Linked DNA regions of Anser cygnoides: region 2 is linked to region 1. A link is a contact called in public Hi-C data. All regions are on one chromosome and are shown on one strand. The core of a region is the stretch at or near the end of the contact, and the rest is flanking DNA. Distances in the headings are between cores, read along the strand shown. Region 1 has its middle 69 kb from the start of PTPN1. Region 2 holds the start of PEDS1 (plasmanylethanolamine desaturase 1).

What was found. A called contact is a pair of places that touch in the nucleus more often than the background predicts.
Region 2: a Hi-C map of liver shows a contact between it and region 1, with 4 times the contacts expected there. The contact joins the promoter of PEDS1 here to the enhancer-like site in region 1. A contact is called at or near these places in 4 of 7 Hi-C or Micro-C datasets (granulosa cells and liver).

The regions. Positions count from the first base shown.
Region 1 is chr16:8,614,753-8,620,338 of Taihu_goose_T2T_genome, forward strand. No RefSeq gene overlaps it. Among named protein-coding and RNA genes, the nearest start is that of PTPN1, 69 kb to the left of the region's middle. Within about 2 kb of position 4,264, at least 2 of the 3 cell types and tissues checked have open chromatin away from gene starts, as enhancers often do. A contact at or near this core is called in liver, where this site is marked.
Region 2 is chr16:8,718,443-8,723,624 of Taihu_goose_T2T_genome, forward strand. It overlaps PEDS1 (plasmanylethanolamine desaturase 1), which reads left to right and starts at 3,091. Exons shown (of 6, transcript XM_066978150.1): 1 at 3,091-3,338. The coding sequence starts at 3,119.

The sequences.
Region 1 (5,586 bases), core at 3,014-5,513:
TTACAAAGCTCTTAGTCCACCCCAGAAAAATCAAAATTATTCTGTGTTAATAATACTGTTATTTAAACACAGTGTCTAGTTCTGGTGGTCTTACTCAAAACAGTATGCAAAAATCCTGAAGGGAAATTGAAAAGACAAAAACAGTCCAGCAATTGGTAAACAAGTTTTGGTTCAATTCATTTCAAAGAAAGGATTTTAGAAATTACTTGACTACCCTGTGTAGATACCTGCAGATGAAAGACATTCAATAATTAGGACATTTCAGTCATGCAGACAAAAACATAAGGATATTCTGTGCTAGAAACAAAAGTTAAAAAAAAAAAGTATCTCTCAAATTAGTAATATAGAACTTGCTAGCGGTGAAAGTAATTAAATGATGTAATTGTTTATCAGGGACAGCAGTGTCTTCACCAGTTATTGAATGTTTAATACGAGATTAGATATCTTTCAAGAATATGTGCTTTGGTTTAGGCTTAAGAAGAATTACAGCCTCTGTATTGAGGTCAAATTAGGGGATCATAATATCCCCTTCTGGCTCTTACAACCTTTGAACCTATAAATCTACTTCAGAGAAACTTCTGTTGGGCTGGAGGCTGACGTGCTGGATGGCTGGGAGTTCCAGCATATCCTCTGAATCTGATCACCTCTGATGCTTCTGTACCTGAAGGAGAATTTGATACTGTGATGTGGACACTTGATAGGATAGACTACATGCCAACCTGAGGAATTTGTCTACCTTCTGATGTCGTAGTGGTGTTTATAGCAAGCTAGTGACTTCATTGTCTCTCGGTGCAAGAATTAAGCAGGGGGGAAATCAGCTTAGCTGATTCTTTATTTAAAATGCTATCTTTTTCCATAGCCATAGGTTTTTACCTCAGTATGTAAACAGCTAAATAGCCACACACGGAGTGCAAGATCTGAGATGTGATGGAGGTGTTACAAGATACAGATATCAGGTAAAAGTGAGATAAGTCACAAAGTCACGAAGAATTATATCTAAAATCACTGTTCTCTTCCCTTCTCATGTATCACCTAGTGATGTAAAAACGATTTGTTAATCTCCAGAAACAGGCAGCTCTTTAGGATTGTATCATATGACTCTATCTTCGTCTGAGAATATTCACATAGTGGTCCACTTCAAATTATAGTTTTCCTTTAAAATGGCACAGAATATCACACTGCCTTTGAGATGGACTTTCGTACAGTTGTGATTCAACCAAACCTGGATGACAAGGTTCCCCTAAGGAAACGGGAAAGTTTTCCGTTCCTTGTTCTCTGACTTAAAATCCATTCTGAATCCATAAAAGAGAGAATAGTTTGACCCAGTATGGCGGTGATGTATTCTGCACCCAGATGTGTGGACTTCATGTCCAGATGCCATCTGTAGTGTTCTGAATCCTTCTCATTCCCAGAAACATGGATGGGAAAGTAGCCTTCCACTCCTGTCTGTCTGTATATTGAGCTTTCGTGTTAATGTTCTGAGAAATGGTCTCTCAATATTTTTCTTCCGTATAAACTCCTGCTTATGAAATTGAGAATCAACATAAATAGCTTATTGTTGCTTAAATGCACTCGTACTTTTCAGGTGAGATGACTTCATGGGATGTTCAGAATACGTCTTGACCTCCAGTTGGCCTAGCGTGAAGTAACATTTGCATGATGATGTCCAGCCTTTCGCAGGCAGAAGGAACATATCTTTACATACATTCTTCACATCCATATCTTTTGTTTTATCGGTCAATGTCATAGCAGTGGAATGTGGGAAATCTGCTATTTCTCAACCATTTTGGAGGAGGCTAGACTAAAATGCTAAGTGTCTCCTTTTATGAAGGACAAAATGAGGCTCTGGTTATATTATGCTTGATTAATATTTTCCTAATTATTCCCATTAGCCTTTCTCTGTGTAATAACAACTCTGCAATGAAGTTATGAGTCTGAGACTTGTGTACTCGTAGAACAGCCATTGGGCAGGCATAGCATATGCTCTGTGTTACATGTGTGCTGTTCTGTGCTTAGTTTTACTTGGGATTCCCTGATTTTGTTTAGCTGAGATACTTTGTCCATGCATGAAGTCAGAATTAGCTGTTTGTCTGCTTACTTGGGTCTGTGATCACTGCCTATATTCTTGCACGTTTGTTGAACTCTGATTTTGTAGCACATTCAGCCTGTGTTTTTTCAGACTTTGTGCTATCAGTCTCTCTTGCTGCAGATTTCATAACAATAAATTTCTCAGCAAAACTAATCAGCAGAGACCCAGATCTTCAAGGATCAGTGGGAAAGGGGGTGCTATCCCAAACTTGTCTTCACCCTTAGAATGCTCTTCTTGCTCCCGAAAATACATAGCCTTGCCCATATTTCTTCCATGGTCTAGTAAAGAGATTTTCGGAAGTAGATACTTGTCTGAAATACCAGAAAAACAACAACCTAATGCTGCCTATTTTATATCATTTAACTTATTTTAACATTAGTGAGAAGTGAGAGCTGGAAAGCCAAGCAGATTGTGCTGTAGTCAGAGGAGTGGATGTTATATTGGTAGTCAGTGCCCCTGGCAAGATCTCTTGTGCTGGGTGCTGAACAACCAAATGCAGAAAAGAGACAATCTGTGCCATGGGGGCTTCTAAATACAGCAAAGAAGAGGGCACAAAAAATTCCTAGGTGCTCTTCTGTGTTACATCTATAAGAAAACTGTAGGTCTTGAGTTAACCAAAAGATAGGAAAAGAAGGAATGAAAACAGAAGACAAGGAAAGAACAGGAGAGGGCAGTGGTGGCATTTTCCCTAACAGGAGGAGATCCTGAGATCAAGCTGGAGTCAAATGCTGTACCCAAACTGGCAAATCAGTGCTTGCAGTGTTGATGAGAAGCTATTCTGAAGAATTATCCCTGATGTTATAAGACCTGTGAGTAGTGATGTTTTCTAGTGTTCACCTCCCACTGTCCCAAACGATTCCATGTTTCATACTTGCTAAGCAAACCACCCGTACTTCTAAAATTATAGATGATTAATAATAGTAATTGCTAACAATATGAGATATCTTGACATCTTAGTAGTGCACAGAAAAAAATGAGTCTTTAGCTTCTCATTCCTTGAACTGGAAGAAAGGTCAGAAGGGAAGAAAATTGCAAAGAAAAGGAAGACCAGGAAGTGTTACTGCTGAGGAGTAGAAGGCACAATGAAACGGGGCTAGAAGAGCTGATGTTCTGTGGGATCCCTGTTCTGGAGTTAGGGCACTGCACTGGGGTGGTGTCTGTTTTGCTCTCTGGGGACACTTCGGTTGTATTCCAGAAACTGACGTTCTTTATAGTTTTGAACCCACATTTTAAGAGAGGCTTTAATCAATCACTTGTGAGGAGGTCATGTGAACTATTGTTTGTAAATAACTGAAACACGAAAAAATGTGACTGTGTGCTGCATTGGGAAGCGTATCCTTGCCCACCAGTGAGAACGGAGAGAGAAGGGCACAGTCAGGAGAGCTCCATCCGCCACAAAGCTCCTGAGACACCTCTACGGGGTTGGACTGGATTGTGGTCTTTTCTGATCGGGTTCTTGCTGCCAGGAGTTGAGTCTATTTCCAGTTGTGAAGAAGCACAGGGGCAAACACTGCATGACTGGGAATTGCTGTTTGCAGTCCAGGAAGGGAGGCAGGCTCTGATGAAGATGGTCATGCCGGCGCTGGGCAAATACTGCTTGAAAAAAAGCCCCTGTCTCAAGAGCTTACATTTCAAAGGAAAAGGAACAAACACATGTTAGAACAAATATATGCTAGCTTTCCAAACAAGATGACACAAGTGAGATTCTAAAAACAGGCAAAAGATTTTGTTCTCTGAAAAAGCAGAAGGAAAACTGGCTAGCTAATCCCAGCAGAGGGAGACTGCAGAGGGGGGACGGAGGGAATGGAGAACATTCCAGCCCATTTGTTGATGACTAACATACTTTAAAACAACAGGCTGCTTTTTAAACTTAGAAGGTGACTTGCTGAGTGGTTATTCACTGTTCACTCCCTGGTCTTGATAAGAGCTCCCACAGGACATTCAGTTCTTTCCAGCTTCTCCCGCATGGGTTTATCTGTGAACATCAGTACAAAGCAAAGGGGAAAGAGGCCAAGCAGGTTTGTTTAATCTCTGCTGTGACTAATAATGGTGTGCAGGGCTGGCTGCTCTTTAATGCAGCTTGATATAACTAATCTGACCGGCCTTTTGAGCATCTTCCTATGGGGTGCCATGTTGATAATTACCGTAGGACAACCAATGATTTTAAGAGCAAGACTCAAATTAAATTCATTTCCACATAGCTGGGAAACCCAGAGGTCTGGGAGAACATCGCCAGGCATATCACAGAAACTTTGGCTCTGGATTTGCTGAGGCCATGCAGAACTCTACTTTCTTTGGCAATGGTAGAATTTAAAAAGACCGATTCTGGCACGATTTCCTTGTTCAAGGTCTGTTCTATTGAGTTTGATTCAAGCTGGCCTGCTACAAATGAGGGGTTGGAGCAGATGACCTCCTGAGGTCTCTTCCAACCTAAATTATTGTATAATTCTATAATTCATATTTGTATGCTATTTGCATTATATTTCATGAAATTAATAATTGTTTACTATTAGTGCCATATGTGTGCATCTTTAAGCCCTATAGAGATCATTTAACCTGTATTAATGGTGTCACTTTTCTGGGATTCAAAGGTCCCACAGACCTTTTGAAAACTAATAAGGCAGCTTCATCACACTGATCAGAATCAAATTCTTTTGACTTGTGTTTACTCCCAATATTTGCTTGTTAAATATACCTAGTAATAAACATTTTGGAGGATGGGCATTGTATTCCATATGAAATGTAGTGTTGGGCTCTACAGCACTACTACAGTACAAATAATAAGGATGTGTGTACATTTTTAACTCTTACCTGGTGTAAACTGAGTAAAAATGAGTGAAAGCGGGATGATCAAGGATCAGGCCAGAAGCTAGAGACTGAGGAGCTGGGAACAGAAGCCAAACTGGCTGACCATTTCATGTCTCGGCCCCTGAACTGCAACGCAACCTCTCCTCTTCCTCTTTGGTCTCAGAAATGAAAACATTACTGCAAGTGGAATGAAAGCAAAATGCTTGACTGCTATGCTAGAGCAGCTAAGGAGAAACTTTCAGACATACAGGCTTACCATGGACAGCTTGGGATGTTGACTCAAGCGCCTTCTCCGAAGTGCCATGTTATGAGATTGTTCTTGTTGCCTTAACAGCTTTGTTCTATAGTTGGGGTTTTTGTCTGCTGCTCCCATGTTCGACAGCCATAGGATCAGACTGTACAAGTGGCTGTCAGCCTTCTAATTTTCAGCTTTCATTTACTAGTAGTCAGTTGATGTCTGTTTGCTCTTGCACCAGCAGTAATGTTTAGCTTAAACTGCTCACTATCTTCATTTCCTGTTTTCCCCTTGATGTATTTATAGAAATCTTATACTTTTTCACTCTTCGTTTTGCTAAGCTCACTGACCTTCTTTCTCGTATCACTCTCTTCTCACTGAGGGACAATTCACCTTTATTATTTCTGAAGGGGACCTGAGGGACTGGAAGTACACTACTTGAGCTTGTGGTAAA
Region 2 (5,182 bases), core at 1,841-4,340, 100 kb after region 1:
CACATCGCCCCTCAGGCCGGCCGGGGCCGTGTCCTTGGTCGGACAGAGGGGCTGCCATGGCAGCCTGAGAGGAAGGAAGCCGGCAGGATGCCTGGCGAGGCCGGGGTGCTGGCCCCTCACGACGGTGGTCAGAAAGTCCCTCCAAGCCTTCTCACGGCTTGTTGCAGTGAGAGGCGATCCATCATGACGTGGTTCGTGTCTGTGTTGCTGGTCTCCTTTCAAAAAAAACCACAATACAACCCTTTAAGTCTCTGTACTTTCAGAGAGGGCCAAAAACAACCCTTTAAGTCTCTTTATTCTTTCAGATATGGCCACTTCTTCACTGGACTCCCTGCACATGGTTTGTCAGCATGGTGAGTTGAATCCCCTGGGTTTCGAGCCCTGCCGTAGCTGGGCACACACTGTTCTTTGTCGTCTGGAGCTGTGTCTTGACAGACTTTTCAAAGCTGGGGAGAACTTGTCCCTGCTGCCTGTTCCCTGTGTGTCCCCAGTACCACCAGGACCTGGCAGGTCGCTCTTGTTCAGGATACCTGCGCACAGCAGGGGCCTTTCACAGTATGGAGCAGGGAGCTGAATACAAACAGCACTGCAGGGGCTTGGCTATAGGCTACCCTTAAATAAACCAGCCCGGGATTTAGCTCTTTCATAGGCCTCTTTATGGTAATATGGTCTATGATGTGCTGCCAATACAGTCTTCATCTTCTCCAAATAGCGTCAAGATTTTACTGCATAATTACCTTCTTAATACAGATTTCTGTTCAGAGTCTCAACAATGTTGTCCTAACTATACTGCTACTGTACCATGTCACCAATATGCTGTCTGATGCATCACTTTAATTCACTTTATTTTTCTGTATTTCAAAAAGGCATTGGACTCATGCAGTGCTGAATCCTCATGGCTTCCCCCCCTTTCGTGGGACACAGTCATAATAACTGTACCAAGTCTGGGAGGTTCACCTGAGTCTATGAACTAACCTACCATTTCTCCCACCTCCTCAGGTAATGTTAGAGGAAAGAATGTTCTTCAAATGTGTCCCGAGCATTGGTCTGTCACTAAGAAAGAACCAATCCCTTTCCCCAGTTGTCTTCTGCCTTGTCACAATGAACTGAGATTAAAATGGGCTGCAACAGCACCTTTTTTCTGATGCTAGGTTTCACTCTGAGAAGTTACACTGACATTATTATGCAGCTTTACTCTGGCAGATACCAAGACAAAACTAAAAACCATTTTCCAGGAGAACATTATTACACATTCAAAGCGAAAGCTTGCTAGCAATTTGCTGCTTTTTTCATACTGACAGTCCTATTGCCTTGACAAAACAAGATGATTAACAAATGTTGAAGGTATCTTGGCAAACCCTCCCAAGAACCGCACCTCATATAAAACATAGATATCTTACATCTAGCTTACACGTTTGTAGTGGAGGCATATGGTTACATATCTGAAAACACATTTAAAGGTGCCATATCCTACTGAATCAACATTAATTCTTTCACATTTATACCACTTCCACACTAACATTATCGAGGTCACTGTGACCCTAGCAGTATTGTAGAAAGATCCTTAGCATCAGAGCAGCCTAACCTCGTAAATGTCTAATGAAAACATCAGTATCCCTTGATGCCAGACTGTTCCCATCACTCAGTCTAAACACAGCCCAGTCCAACAAATTGAGGCACCCGAAGCTAATGCCTTTTAATTGGTTTATTACGCAATTAATAGAAAGCACAGAGAAATCCTCCCTCAGACAAATACCTTCTTTTGTCAGCAGCAAACCATCACTTATAGTTTCCAGAACTTTTGATACAGTAAAAGGACTCATTGAATTCCTGAGCCATCTTTGCATTAAGAACTGATAATTTGAGCATATGTTTCCACCTAATTATTAATCAACCTGTGATCCTTCAAACAGCATGGCAAAGTCTGGGAGGCTCTTAACCTGCTCCGGAAACAGTAATTCTGGCGCACTGCTAAGTGACAATGTGGAGCAGTTCCTTGATGGTCACGTTTGTTGGGTTTTGTGAAGTTCCAGGACAGAACAGCCTGGTCACAAGCAGCGTTTCTCTCCTGCTGCCTGGAGGGGAGCCCACATGCCCCCCCCGAGGGAACAGGAGCCACATTTCCCCTGGTGGGTGTGATTTGCTGTTGGGCAGCCGTCAGCGTGGGACACAAGCCCCAGGCCCAGCCAGCACCAGCCCAGGTTGTGCTTTCCCACCACGTGTGCCTTGCTGTCAAAGTGTGGAGAAGTGTCTCATCCCTCATGGTGCATCGTCTGCAGACACATAACCTTTGAGTTAGACAGACGTCTGGCTCAGCATTTTGCCCTCTGTAAATGAATCTGTTCTTAATTGTTTAAATAGTCTGCATAATTATTTGAAACACTTCTATTTTTAAAGCCATTTTATTTGATCATCAAATAAATATGTTTTAAAAAATTAACAGGCATGCTGCAGTACTTAAACATCGCTTGGGGCTTGTTTATCTGTCTTCTTGTGCCATGCTGGAATGTGTTTGTTGGGGCCCAGTGAGTACCTCCGTGAGTGTCTGCTATGGCACACAGGCCGGATTACCAAATAAAAGGACCGAAATTAATGTTACTGGCAGGAAAACAACATTATTGGCACGACCGCAGTCTGGGCGCCCCAAGGAGCAGAAGGACTTCCAGGGAAGCAATCAGGGCTGCACCCGCTGACGGCCACGCGCCTCCCCGCCCCGCCTGGCGCTGGGTGGCGGCACCTCGGCGGGCAGCACCGGGCCCCGGCGCAGCCAGGGGGCGGGAGGGCCTGTGGGGACCGGGGACAAGGGGACGGGGGACAGGGGGACAAAGGGACAGACAGAGCGACAAGGGGCCGAGGGACATGGGGACAGACGGACAGGGGTCACGGACCAGCGCCCCGCCCTGCCGCCCTCCCGCCGCCCTCCCTCCTCCAGCCGCTCCCTCAGGGCAGCCCCTCCCCTGCCGCCACCCCATTGGCTGCCCCGCTCCGTGCCGCGCTCCCCATTGGCTCTCAGCTCGCTCGGCGGCGCCGCCGATAGGCGGGAGGCAGCGGCGGGGCGGGGCCGCCCCTTCCCCCCTCCCCTCCCTCCCCTCCCTCCACCTCCCGGCCCCATTTCCCGATGCTGCCGCCGGGCGCCTCGGCGGGGCCTGGCCGCCCCTCGCCGCCCGCCGCCCCCGGGGAGCGGCCCCGCGGCCGGGACATGGCGGGCGGCCCCGGAACGGCCCCGCAGCGCCTCCCGCCCGGGGAGCACGAGCAGGAGGCCGAGCCCGAGGGCGGCAGCCGGCGGTGGGGAGCGCAGCACGCCGGGGCCCGCGAGCTGGCCGAGCTCTACTCGCCGGGTGAGGGCCGGGGGCTGGGGAGGCGGCGGGGCTGGGGGGGTTGCGAGGGGGTTTGGGGGCGGCGGGGCTGGGGGGTGCCGGTGTGGAGCTGAGGTGGGTGCCCGGGGTGCTGGCCCTGCTGGGAGGCGCCTCACGGGAAGGGCCCGCATGGACCTGGGAGGGGTGTGCTAGCCGCGAGCCGCTGGGGGTTCGAGCCGGGATCTGTCCGTCATGTTCTTGGTATCGTTATTATTGCTATTATTATCTAATTATTATTATTGCTATAAAGGTAGGCTTTCTGTCCAAAGGTAGGTGAAGGGGGCTGGTCGCAAAGCAAGGGAACAACCGAAGCTTCCCCTTCAGAATGTGCCATGAGGGGCTCCGGGGTGCCCGCTGCAGGCCCTCAGGAGGGACGCTGGGGTTCTGGGTCGGGTCCTGCCCTGGGGCAGCCCGTCGTTTGACAGAGCCCAGCAGAGTGACAGCGGCTGGCGAGTAATTCTCTCAGCCCATAGCTCGAGAGATGCAGGGTGTTCGCCGTGAGCTCCTTCGCATGTGCAGGCTCAGAAGCGGGGAGAAGTGTCACAGCGCTCGGTGCTGCGTACCTGCAGTTCCCAGCTGGACGGCCTAGCTCGCACATTCAGAGCGGGAAGCAGGAGTTTTTACTTGCACAGAGCCAAGTAATGATAAGAAAACACGCATTCGTTAACTTGTCAGTTCTCTAGACTGTTCAGGGCAAGTCTGTGCCCATTCCGGCTTGTTTTGGTTACATCATCCGTGCCTTGGGAGAAGGCGCTGGGTGACCTTTTTCAGCCGTTGGTGGTGATCGCTTCTCTGTAAAGCCCAGGAATCGGTCACCAATGTAACCTGTTCACTCTGCTCCTGCTCATAAAGATTTCCCTCCCCAAGCAACCTGCTATCCTTCGTTTACCTGCAGATGGAAGTTTCTGGGAAGTCTGTGGAGTAGTGAGTGTGTGTGTGTAGGGATGTCTAGCAGAAGAGACTTGTGGTAATGTTTTAGATGTGCAAATTTCTCCTGTCATTACATAAATAAGTTATGTAAACAGTGTCAGGACACGTTATGGCAGAAGCATGTGATGGTAAACTACTGAATTCTTAATAGCGCAGATTACATACAACTGTGCCGAGTGAATATGGCTGTGGAGTATTTCCACGATTTCTTTGAGCGTGTACTTCCTGGGTTTGGCACCTTATGCCTTCCTGTGGGCCGTATGTTTAAATTTGAGTACTTTTTAAACACAAGTTACTGGTCTTCTGGCCTTCTGTCCTTTGACTGCTTCGTCTCCCAGTCTGTCCAGAGCTGGAGCTGTGTTTCTGGACTCAGGTGTCTTTGGACGGGTGGTCTTGGGATCCCCACGTTCAGAGTACGGGCAGTGTTTGCACAGACTGAGCTCGTGGGACTTGCTGGTGAGGAGCCCAGTGCTTCCTTGCAGTTAGCTAATTGTTCCGTGAGGACCTACCCATTTAACTCCTCTAATCAGGGTGTGGTTTTCTTAGGCTGGAAGTGAGTGTTAATTAATTCTTCCTTTCATTACCCCAGGGATCTCTTTATAGAATCTCGCACAGTGTGACCTGATGCTGTATTGAAATACACTTGTTCTTCGTGTGCCTTAGTGTTAGGATTCTCTCCTCTGCTACTCCAGAGGACATTAGATTCTGTATTTGTGGCCTTCCTAGAACAGATCTCCGAACAGTAGGAGTCTTTGTTCAGGCTTCTTTAAAAGCTACTGTTGTAGGCACAGTGGGGATGATACCGGTCCTCTTGGAGGTTCCCAGTCTCCTTTTTGTTCCACGGTGCAGCTGAGAGCTGCTTTAGCGTTTGGAAGGAGAGCTGCGAGCAGGCAGTA